Regions from separate parts of the Mus musculus genome. Here region 2 is linked to region 1. Evidence: chromatin contacts called from public Micro-C data. All regions are on one chromosome and are shown on one strand. The core of a region is the stretch at or near the end of the contact, and the rest is flanking DNA. Distances in the headings are between cores, read along the strand shown. Region 1 holds the start of Dbn1 (drebrin 1). Region 2 holds the start of Neurog1 (neurogenin 1).

The links. A called contact is a pair of places that touch in the nucleus more often than the background predicts.
Region 2: a Micro-C map of embryonic stem cells shows a contact between it and region 1, with 2.4 times the contacts expected there. The contact joins the promoter of Neurog1 here to the promoter of Dbn1 in region 1. A contact is called at or near these places in 1 of 39 promoter capture datasets (embryonic stem cells) and 1 of 484 Hi-C or Micro-C datasets (embryonic stem cells).

What each region holds. Positions count from the first base shown.
Region 1 is chr13:55,485,570-55,491,271 of GRCm38.p6, forward strand. Dbn1 (drebrin 1) reads right to left here and starts at 2,507. Exons shown (of 15, transcript NM_001177371.1): 1 at 2,294-2,507. The coding sequence starts at 2,379.
Region 2 is chr13:56,248,386-56,254,264 of GRCm38.p6, forward strand. It overlaps Neurog1 (neurogenin 1), which reads right to left and starts at 3,795. Exons shown (of 1, transcript NM_010896.3): 1 at 2,093-3,795. The coding sequence starts at 3,547. The coding sequence ends at 2,813.

The DNA of each region.
Region 1 (5,702 bases), core at 1,257-3,756:
CACTTATCTACCACCTAAGGCAGAGATACCTGACTAGGGCAAGGCGAGAGTCTGGCTTCAGCAGAGATACTAGCAGTGGAAGGTTCAAGACCGGCATGCTCTCAGGGAGCTGGAACTGGAAAGGCCCAGGAGACCCCAGATGGACTCTGCCCATCCCCCTCTTCCTCAGAGCACTTGAGAAGAGCAGGAACTTCTCACACAATGAATCACATCATAACCAGGGTGGTGCTGGCCTTTCCCACCACACAATCTGACTTCCCCTGTGACCTGCTTATAGCACAAGGACAGAGTGCATTTAAGAGACCCTCTGCCTCCTAGGGGCCAGCAGCCCCAAGCTCCACTATACACACACACACACACACACACACACACACACACACAGAGTCAAGGTACAGGGAAGACATCCAATACTCATGACCCAACGTTTGAACCCAGACACCCCTCCTGCTGGACTCCTAAATGTGGGTCTGTCCTGAGCCTTGAGATCTCAGCCAGCTGCTGGTTGTAGGATAAGAGCTGAGAAGCACCACGCCATCTTCTTCAGGATGGGACCCTCACCACCCTTTTACAACATGCCGTTAAGGCCCTTGGAAGTAAGCACACATATAAGCGAGGGTGCATCTGTGCATCTGCACATGTCCCACACACAACCCAGATGGGGCTGGCGCACAGACCAAGGATGAATAACTCCTTCCCTTTGGCTACATGGATGCTGCTGGTGATGGAGGCCCGGGCCTGTTCTGAGCAGGATGCGGGGCAGAAGTCATTAGTAGCCCCAGCACTGGGTTGCCAGTGTCCAGCTTTCGAGGGGTTAAGAGATAGAAGGTGTTGTCTACACCCCATAGACTGGCCAGTGTTTCTCCTCAGGCAGGGCCACATCCCCAAACAGGCTCCTCCACCAGGCCACTTGTCCAGATTGCCTCTCATGATCTCAGCCCCCCAGGGGCAGGGCTGGGACAATAAGATGGAAACTGCCCTGCTTGCCCTGTGCTGGCCTCTCCTATAACTGACCTGCAAGACACGAGAACTTGTCTCCTGAGTCCATCCCTCTGGGCCTGGCTACCGGCCAGTGCTGCAGTACCATGGCCTGGACGCCTGGTTATTTTGTTCCATCTTCCAGCCCCCCTACCCGGTTGCCCTCCCAGGGTGAGAGTGAGGCCAGCCCAACTGGAGGCTCCCTCAGATCAGCCCCAACTCGGCCTCGGTTTTCTCAACGATAGCCTACTTCCAGCCTAAGGAGAGGAAAAGATTCAAATACAATTTTTTTTTTTGAGAAGAACACTTGGGGGCTGTGCCCTGAATGGGGCATCGGAGCCCCCTTGGTTTTCCTGACACCCTGAGACTTCAGACCAAGGCAGGTGGCTCACACCCTCCTCCAGCTCAGGGAGGGTAACAGCTGGGGAGGGGGAGATAAGCCACTCACTCACTCTGCCCCAGTCGGAGGTTGATAGCCCCCTGCTGCTGAGTGGAGGGGCTAGGGTCCCAGAGATCTACTCATCTGGCATCCCTCTGTGGAGGCTCCCTCCACGCTCCCAGCTGCCCCCCTAGCCAAGCTGCTCCGTCCATCTCCTGAGTCTCTTCCTGCCTATCTGCCTCGTCCTAGCGATCTGCTCCTTCAGCAGGGGAGAGAAGGGCTCAGCCCTGCCTCTTCCTCTGCGATCCGTGAGGGATAAAGAAGTCACTTCGTGGTTGCCATGTGGCAATCAACCTCCTTGTATCACACCCTAACCTAGATGTGGGGGGAGACAACCCCGAGAAGCCCCCGGTGGGCGGGGCACGCTGGCCCCCAGCCCTCGGCGCTCCTCCCCCGCCCTAGCTTTCCTTTGTGCTGTGGCCGGGCAGGCTGCTCTAGCTCCGCTAGCTGGGTCCCCGCCCCGTCCCCACCCGGTCCTCGCCCGCTCGAAGGTGGCGAAGGTGCCCTTGGCTGGCCCGTGCACACCTGTCCCCCGGGCCCGTGGAGGGAGGCAGGGTGAGAAGGGGGATGGGCTCCGACAGGACCGTAGGACCCCAGGCCCCACGTCTGGGCTCCACACCCGCGTGGCTGGCGTCCGGCTCCCGCGCCCCCAGTGAGCCTTAGGGCGGCCTCAGGGCGCCCCGGCCCGCGCGCCCAGCCTGGCCCGAGCGGCCCCTCCCCCGGCTCGCACAAAGGCAGCCCCTCCCCGGCTCTCCCGAGCCGTTGCACCATTTCGGGGTCTCCCCCTCCCTTCCCGGTGGCAGAGCCTCGGGGAAACAAAGGCGCGCGGCGGCCTGGGGACAAAGGGGCCGGGGGCGGGGGCGGGGGCGGGGGGCTCACCAGTCGGCTGCGCTCTCCTCCCGGATCACCTCCTCGTACGCCGCCAGCAGCTCCAGGCGGTGGCCGCTGAAGCTGACGCCGGCCATGCTGCGGGCCGGACCGAGGCCGAACGGACAGACGCACGCACAGGCGGACCGACCGACACCGGAGGGAGGGGATGAGGGAGTCGCCGCCGCCGCCTCAGAGCCTCTGCAGCGCTGAGAGCGAGCGAGCCAGCGGCCGGGGGAGGGGAGCCGGCCGGCGGGGGGCGGGGGGCGCTGGCTCCGCCCGGCTCACTCCCTCGGCTCGCTCGGTCCTAGCGCCGCCCCGGCCCGGCCCAGGGGGAGGCCCGCCCCCCCTTCCCAGTTTGCCCCGGGGCGTCCCACACACGCCCCTCACCCTGCTGGCCAGCACCGGACACTGAGCTTCCGCTCTGCTCCCAGGGCCAGTCCCATGCACCTGTCTTGTCCTCGTCCCCAACCTGGCAGCACACCCCTCTTCCCTAGCCATAAACCCACCAAGATTCCAGGCCCAGATTCATCCCTCTCCATCTCCCCAGAGTAATTGACCCAGCCCAACACCCTTGATCCATTTAACTCCAGCCCAGACTCACATCATTCCTGGGTCCGTTACACCCTACCTTAAACCCCTTATGGTCCTTACTCTGTCCCTGCCCGGATTCAGTTCCTCATCAGACCAGGCCTGGGTTACGTGTAGTCCATTTCCTCTGAAAGGACCCTCCCTAGTCTACCACCACTACTTCCATCTCAGCTACAGGCCCATGCTTACCTCTGCACACATCCCACCTAGTCACCATACCCTCTTGCTATGCCAGCCTGTCTGAATTCCACTCAGACCCCTCTTCTTAGCCATACCTTGTCTCAAGCCGTTTACACCCCACCTCCCTCATCCTTTACTTTCAGTCATTTTCTTCCTCCCAGATGGGTATCAAAAAAAAAAAAAAAAAAAAATGATGCCTTCTTTTCCAAGTACCATCCCTCCTAAGGAAGCCCAAGTAGGGTCCCCAAGGCAGGGCTCCTCCAAAGCCATTCCAGGGAGAACTTTCTGGCACTTTTTATTTCCCAAAGCTCTGAGTGCAGAAGGGACTGGGCCTCAGAGACTTCTCTATGGGGACATGGCTGCACAGAGCTTCCAGGCACTGTTTCCTGTGGAATGGAGAACACTGAAGCCCTCCACAGCTCTGGTTAACCTTTCCATACCCACTGGACATCCCAACCCATTTCCCAGGCAGGCAGGCAGGCAGGCAGGCAGGCAGGCAGGCAGGCAGACAGGCAGGCAACAGTGCCTCAGCAAGTTTCCCCTGGGGCTGATCTGTGAACAGGAGGTGGCTGTTTTCGTCGAATTCCTGCTCTGACTTGGTCAATCATCTCCAACAAGAAACCAATACTTACATTCACTGCAATGCCTTGGAATGGGACACGGGAGAGGGTGGCCTTAAACCTCTGTACTTCACAAGAACCCTGCTTCAGGAGCTATGGGTACCCATTGAACCCATGCACCCCATCCTTGGGAGTTTCTCCACCAACCTATGGTGAGTCCTGGTGAGTGGTCAGTCCTGGGCCCTGATCCCAGATGCAGCTGGAACTCAATGGTTAGGGCAGAGGGGAATAGAGATGACATCAGATGGGGAAGGAAAGGAGCAGGAAGCCAAGGTGAGAACAGAGCTGCAAGCCAGGCAGTGGTGGCGCACGCCTTTGATCCCAGCACTCAGGAGGCAGAGACAGGCAGATTTCTGAGTTCGAGGCTAGCCTGGTCTACAGAGTGAGTTCCAGGACAGCCAGGGCTACACAGAGAAACCCTGTCTCGAAACCCCCCGCCCCAAAAAAATCCAAGAACAGAGCTGCAGTTCTCGGTATCTAGAGTGCTCGCCCTGGGCAGAGGGGAGTTGGCGGTTGGGGTCAGGACTAGGCTTCAGCATCTCTCCTTCCTGCTACTTCCCCACCCTTGATGTCTCCTAACCTCCTACTTAGTCGATTTCATAGGCAAAAAGCAGACCTAAGTGCACCTTGGAAGTGTCTCCATGGATTCCTGTCTGCCCACCAATTGCCTAGCACCTGTCTCTAGCCACGCCCAGTTCACCTCCCATCTGCATTATTTTTTTGTTCTGTTTTCATTTTATTTTTGTTTTTGTCTTTTTAATTTATGTATATGAGTATACTGTTGCTGTCTTCAGACACACCAGAAGAGGGCACTGGATCCCATTACAGATGCTTGTGAGCCACCTTATGGTTGCTGGGAATTGAACTCAGGACCTCTAGAAGAGCAATTAGTGCTCTTAACCGCTAAGCCATCTCTCCAGTGCTGTTTTCGTTATTTTTAAAAACGACATTCTATTTCGCTCAGCGGTAAAGAGCACTGGCTGCTCTTCCAAAGGTCCTGAGTTCAATTCCCAGCAACCACATGGTGGCTCACAACCATCTGTAATGGAATCTGACGCCCTCTTCTAGTGTGTCTGAAGACAGCAACAGTGTACTCATATACATTAAATAAGTAAAAATTTTTTTTTTTTTTTTTTTTTTTTTTGGAGACAGGGTTTCTCTGTGTAGCCCTGGCTGTCCTGGAACTCATTTTGTAGACCAGGCTGGCCTGGAACTCAGAAATCCGCCTGCCTTTGCCTCCTGAGTGCTGGGATTAGAGGCATGCGCCACCATGCCCGGCTTAAATAAGTAAATCTTAAAATAAATAAAGGGGCTGGTGAGATGGCTCAGTGGGTAAGAGCACCCGACTGCTCTTCCAAAGGTCTGAAGTTCAAATCCCAGCAACCACATGGTGGCTCACAACCATCTGTAACAAGATTTGACGCCCTCTTCTGGAGTGTCTGAAGACAGCTACAGTGTACTTACATATAATAAATAAATAAATCTTTAAAAAAAAACAAATAAAATAAATATCTAGATAGATAGATAGATAGATAGATAGATAAATAGATAAACCTTGTCTGGGTGTCATGGCATGTGCCAACCCAGCCCTGGGGAAAAAGAGGCAAGCAGCTTTCTCTGTGAGCTCCAGCTCAGCCAAGCTTATATTGTGAGACTTTGTCTCAAAGGAAATAAAAATCCAAGTTCTTTCTCCTTTTTAATTTTTAGATTAGCATACAGGGTACCGGGCTTCACCACATCATGGGACATTGGTTTTGTATTATTCCTCCTCTCCCCTCTCCTGCCACACACAGAGACACACACACACTCTCTCACACACACGCACACACATGCTCCCTCTTCTGCTGGGCTTCCCTCCCCCCCCCATTTTTTTTTAATTATCATTGTGCATGTGTGTGGGTACAAGCATCCCATGGGGTCAGCCTTCCTTCCTATGCAAGTCAGAAGACATCTTCCAAGAGTCTGGTCTCTCCTCCCACCAGCGATGGACCATCTGGCTATATCCACTGAGCCACCCCACTGGCCCTTGT
Region 2 (5,879 bases), core at 2,545-5,044, 760 kb after region 1:
CCCAAATGGCTGGGGAGTAGTGTATAGAAATGTCTTGCCAGGACAAAGACACAGAGACAGGGGGAGACTTTGAGGCTTCTTTGGGCATGCTGACTTCTCAGTGGACAGTGAATGAAGGTGGCCAAATTTGGCTGTCAGCAAGAATTTGTATTCTCCTAACTGGCTAAAATATTTTAGTGTATCCCCCCCTTCTCCCCAAGATGTGAGGCTCTGCTGTAGCAATAAATAGACCCCTGAACCCATTTTAAATCACTTCCTTCTTTTTATTGTTTGAGAGCTACCCTAGCTGTACTTACAGACGTGTGTGCTTTCTAGGAGGAGTTATAGAAACTGTCGCTTTCTAGGAGGAGTTATAGAAACTGTCCTGGGTTCTAGGAAGATTTATAGAAACAGTCTTGGGTCCAGATGGTAAGGATGCCTTTAAAGGATTTTCTTTATGGAAGGGGGCTCTGGGTGTTACACCTTGGAGTTCTGAGCACTCAAACTGAGAAGATGGGGTGCTGTTCTGGTATCTCGGGAAGGATGACTTCCTGTTTTCAATGCTGGAGGCAGCAAAGTGCCATCCTTCTGCTTCTCCCAAGGACCAGAGAGGGTGATAAACCCAATCTGTTGTTCTCTTCTGTCCTAAGCACATGCATTTACTTCATGGCTGAAGAGTCTCCCTAAGGGACTATACTTCTTGTTCCTGAGAAGATCTGAGTCACTTCCCAGCATTCTCTCCTCGGGAGAGCCCAAAACCCAGGGCAGGCTATGTCAGTTTGCTTCAGGAAGCTAAAAGCTGGTGGTTAGATGTGAGAGGAGGTCATCCAGCAGGCCCCAGGCTGGGCCATCAGAGAGACAGCTTCTAAGAGGAACTGCTGACTCTGCTCTTAGGCTCTGCAATCTCTCAGACTTCTTAAGAGTACTCATCCCCTGCTCCAGGGCAATTAGAGAAGGTATCCGATTTTCCAAAACCTTCTGGAAGGTAGCCTTCTTATCTGACACAGGGCATCTTGCCTGTGGCAGGGCTTAGCATTGCTGGCTGGGGCATATGAATTTGTGGATCCCAGCCACCAGGACCAAATGTCAGAAGGCAAAGGGTTTCTGTCAGAGGCATTGCCTGGAAAAAAAAATCCTACAAGCCCCCTTCCCATGAAATAGCTGCCTCATCACAAAGGGCAGCTCAATGTATGAAGTAGGAGGATGCTGTCCTACTATGGGGCAACTTGTGAGACCAGAAGAAGTGACAGGGCTTCCTGTAATCATCCCCATTCTGAAATGTAAAGGAAAAGTTACTCCTGCCCGGCTAGTGCTATTAGCCAATTGTCAGACTACTGACAAGCACTGCAGCCAGAAAAAAAAAAAAAAAAAAAAAAACGTCCCCACTGGGATTTCTCTAGGAACAAATGAAAGCCCCTGAGGACTAGCTGAGCAAAGCCCTTCTCTGTGGGACCCCCTCCCCCACACTTGGAGCTGCAGCGAGTAGAAACGCCCATGTGTGGAGGGCTATGCCACCCTAACCCGAAGTTTTAAGGCAGCTGTTGATCCCACGTGGGGACAATGCAGCCAACTCCTCACAGCTAGGAGGACCCCAGCCTTCATGGACAATACTTTAAAGGCGTTGTTTACAAATCAATTTCCTCTTCTAAATAGGGCAGCTCCAAGAGTAGACCCTTCTGATTGCCCAGACTAGGCCCACCTGTCCCTGGGGCTTCCTAGCCAGTGGCCACACTGTATTGATCTTTTTAATCCCCTCCCTTTGAAATACAGAGCCAGCTGATGTGGAGTTCCTCAAAAGACTCCAGGCCCCTACCTCTACAGGTAGCTGCGGATCGGGGCTAATTCCCCATTAGAAAGTCTTAATTGGCTTATGGGGTGCCTGAAAGTTCTCTCTTGTGTTTACAAGGCAGAAGGAATGGATGGCTCAAAGTGCCTTAATCTGTCTCCCTCGTTCTTGGCGATAGTCGGGTGCGCTTTATTTTTAAGTTGTTTTTGAAACAGGATTGGAGGTTTGGAGATGGTGGGATAATATTTCACTTTACAGGTGGAGCTGCCAAGGGGATGAGGGAAAGCCCCAGAGACACCGCTACTAGGCAAGGAAACGGGTGACTACTTTTTTTTCCCTTATTTTTTTTTATTTACACGAAGCATCTGCAGTACAAAAATGTAAACTTTGATAGCTCATAATAATAGAATAAATTCTTTATGTACAAAAATACATTTTCATATGAATGAAGCATCCTGAATAAATTAAAGTACCCTCCAGTCCAGTGCCTGAATAGCTATGCTAGCACTCAGGTTCTTCCTGGAGCAAGCCCACAGTGGCGGGGGTCGGGATCCATAATGCATGAAGCCCACTCCTTGTGGCTCCTTTTTAAGCCTTGCCATTGTATTGTCAGCCGGCTCAAACCGAATTTTCATGCTCGTTTTTCTTCATTAGAGTTCTACAAATTGTAAAATTGACTTTTCACCTCGTCTTCAGGGGCTCATCTGTCCCTTTTCCAAACCACACTGAAGTGGTGGCTGGGGTCAGTTCTGAGCCAGTCACAAAGAAGGTTTTGTGAAGTTCAGAAAGTGCAACAAAAACGAAAGGCCGTCTGGGGGCGGGCGGGGGGGGGGGGAGGCCGTGCTGGGGGTGGAGAAATAGACCGAGGGCAGCTTCAGCGAGGGTGCAGCAACCTAACAAGTGGTCAGGTATTCCCCCTCCCCCCTTTAAAGCTCCCAGAATTCACTTGGGGGTAAGTGTGGCCCCCGGAGGCTTCAGCCAGTTCCCCATCTATTATTGCTCTTAGACTGGGGGAGGAAGAAAGTATTGATGTTGCCTTACAAAGGCCTAGTGGTATGGGATGAAACAGGGCGTCGTGTGGAGCAGGTCTTTGGGCAGGCCAGGAAAGGAGAAAAGGGGATCGCCCGGGCCATAGGTGAAGTCTTCTGAAGCCGAGGGACTACTGGGGTCAGAGAGTGGTGATGCCACAGTGGCGCAGGGGGAGGCAGCGGCCCCGGAACCCCAGGACTCAGTGTCGCTGGCCGGGCTCGGGGGCCCGGGCAGACAGGGGACACACTGCGGAGGCAGGAGGCGCTCCCGGGCACTGCCCCCGGGGAGCCCTTGATCTGCCAGGCGCAGTGTCTCAGCCAGGGCCCAGATGTAGTTGTAGGCGAAGCGCAGCGTCTCAATCTTGGTGAGCTTGGTGTCGTCGGGGAACGAGGGCAGCACGCTGCGCAAGGCGTCCAGCGCAGCGTTGAGGTTGTGCATGCGGTTGCGCTCGCGATCGTTGGCTTTGACGCGACGACTCCTCCGCAGGGAGTGCAGCAGAGCCTCGGACCGCACCCGAGCGCGACCTCGCCGCCTCCGCCGTTCCTGCTCTTCGTCCTGGGCACCGGGAACATTCGATGCCCCGGAGAGGGCGGGAGCGCTCCTCCGGGCTGGCACGGACAGCCCCGAGGTGGAGGCTAGGGGCTGTAGCCTGGCACAGTCCTCCTCGTCGGTGAGGAAGCTGGACAGGTCGCTGCTGCTGTTGCTGCTGGAGCAGTCGAGATCAGAGATGCAGGTCTCCAAAGGGGCAGGCATCTTGCAGTGTGCAGGACCGACAGACGGACAGGAGGTTTGGAGGTCGGCCTTCGAAGCGCACTTACTGTCCGTACGACCCGGGGCTAGCCTGTGCCTGCTGCAGGCGCGAGGGCCGGGAAGATCGCAGGGGCTCAGGGAGTGAATGGGCTTGGCCCTCCTCGCCTCGCCTGCAGGGGCCACGCGCCGGGCTGGTCTCCTGAGTGATGTCGCCGGCGATCAGATCAGCTCCTGTGAGCACCAAGTGTGGCACACGACCGGCCTCAGGACCCCTTAAGTACGGCGCGCAACAATGGGCGCCCCCTCCCTGGCCACCTCCGCCCCCGAGGCGGCGCGGGTGAATGGCGAGAGGCGGCAGGTCAGCCCCGTGCGGCGCCTGCTATTTGCATAATTTATGCTCGCGGGAGGCCGCCCCCGCCCAGCCCCCCTCCTGGAGCGTGCCCGTAATTACCGCCGGCCAATCGGTGGCCCGGCCTGCTCCGGGAGCCGGATCAAGCGAGGGAGGCCGGGGCGTCTCTGGCCGGGAAACCCGGGCGAAGGCGGGGGCCGGGGGCGATTAGCGGCGGGCCGAGGCACACTCCTCCCAGGGGCGCGCGGGTGTCCCTCGCTGGGGTGGATGGGGAGGAGGAGCCCTGGCAGAAAGTGTGAGCTCTGTGGCGGGTGATGGAGAGCTGGGGCTGAGGCTGGAGGCTGGGTTCGCATCCCTTTGCCTGCTACTGAGTTCGCATCCCTTTGCCTGCTACTGATTGACTATTCGCATCTAAACAGACAGGACCAGTAAACAGTTACACGTCTTGAGGAGGGATAGATGTCCCTGCTCCGCCAAGGTTAATGAAGAAGACAGCAAGAGAAAGATCTAAAGATCCAATGAGTTCCCAGACTGAGCTGGGGCTTGACCCCACTCTGCCCCTGCCCGCGTACCCCTCCTCAAAGACTCACGAGGTAATATGGGGGTGTGCAGACCCCCTCTTCTCCTGAAATCTTGCTCTCTCCATTTCCAAGCATCCTCTTGTGCCGCACGTTTTGGAATGGTGCCAGCCTCAGGGGCTCACCCCAGTGCCAGCTGGCTAAGGGACTTAGCTTCTGGCCAGGAGAGAGATGTCCCACAGAAGGCAGCAAGCACACAGTGGAATTCCGTCCCCATCCCTTCTGCCAATTTGCCTATAAACTTGCCTAGTCCAGAGAAATGTCCTCATTCTGTGGGTCGAGTCATTTTCCTGTTTGCCGGACAGCAATAGAGGCTCAGGCAGCCTCTCAAATGCACCTGAGAGGAGTTATTTATTAAGGAGCAAACCTGGATCGTGGAGTCAGGTATTAAAAACAAAAGGAACACCCTAGAGGCGCCCCCCCCCCCTTTCCATGATATCTGAGTGGTGGCCTCAGGCCCAGTGCAATGCCTAGCCTGCTGTCTTCAAAGGGGCTCTGTCCAGGACACCTGCGCCTTGGTAGAGAAAGCACAGCCTCTTTGCCTATGCCTAGCTCTTGCCCCGTGGCTCCTTCCCTCTGTAGCAGCTCTTGGGCAGAAAGCTAGGACACAGTTACAGATTAGGGCTTGAGGAGGTTTGTAAAAAGTGGCAGGAAATGGCTGTAATCAGATTATGCAAGAAAAAGTAATTGTTGACAGATCCTTGGGCATCCCAGGAGCCCAAGGGCTGCTGGGAGTTGTGCAATGGTAGCTCTGCCTCTTTCTGTCCCTGTGACAGCTTCTGGTGGTCCCAGAATACCGGCACCAGTCTGACCTTGTGACAATTCCAGGCCCTGTATTTATTTCTTTGGGCTTCCTTAAAATTACCACACCACAGTGGGTGCATTAAATTTACAGAAGATCGCTCTTCTGAGGCTCAGAAGGCCAGAAGCTCAAAACCAAGATGCCAAGGGGCTTCATCCTTTTCAATTTCTTGTGGCTCCTGGATGTCCTGGCCACTAATTCATAACTGAAGCATCCCGCTCTGCCTCCTGCCTTCGTGGGTCCTACCCTGTTTTGACTCTGTGTCTTCTTCAGGAGAGCTGCATGACTGTGCACTACTGAATCCAAGATGGCTCTAGGCTCTCACTTTTATCGCATCCCCCAGAACTGTTGTTCTAGCTATGGTTACATTCTGAGGCCATGGGGGTCCAACCACTGAACCCGTGATGGCCCCATTTCTAAGTCGGGCCAGCACCCTTGGAATAGTATCCATGAGGATTTTAGCTACCCACCTCTTGCAGTACCAGAGCGTGAGAATTCACTCCCGGCTCTGACAATTAGACCAGGCAATTTAAAGTTCATTCCGTCAAACTGAACACTGACTCTGAGCTGGTGACATTTTAAAGGTCACTTGAATCATGGTGACAA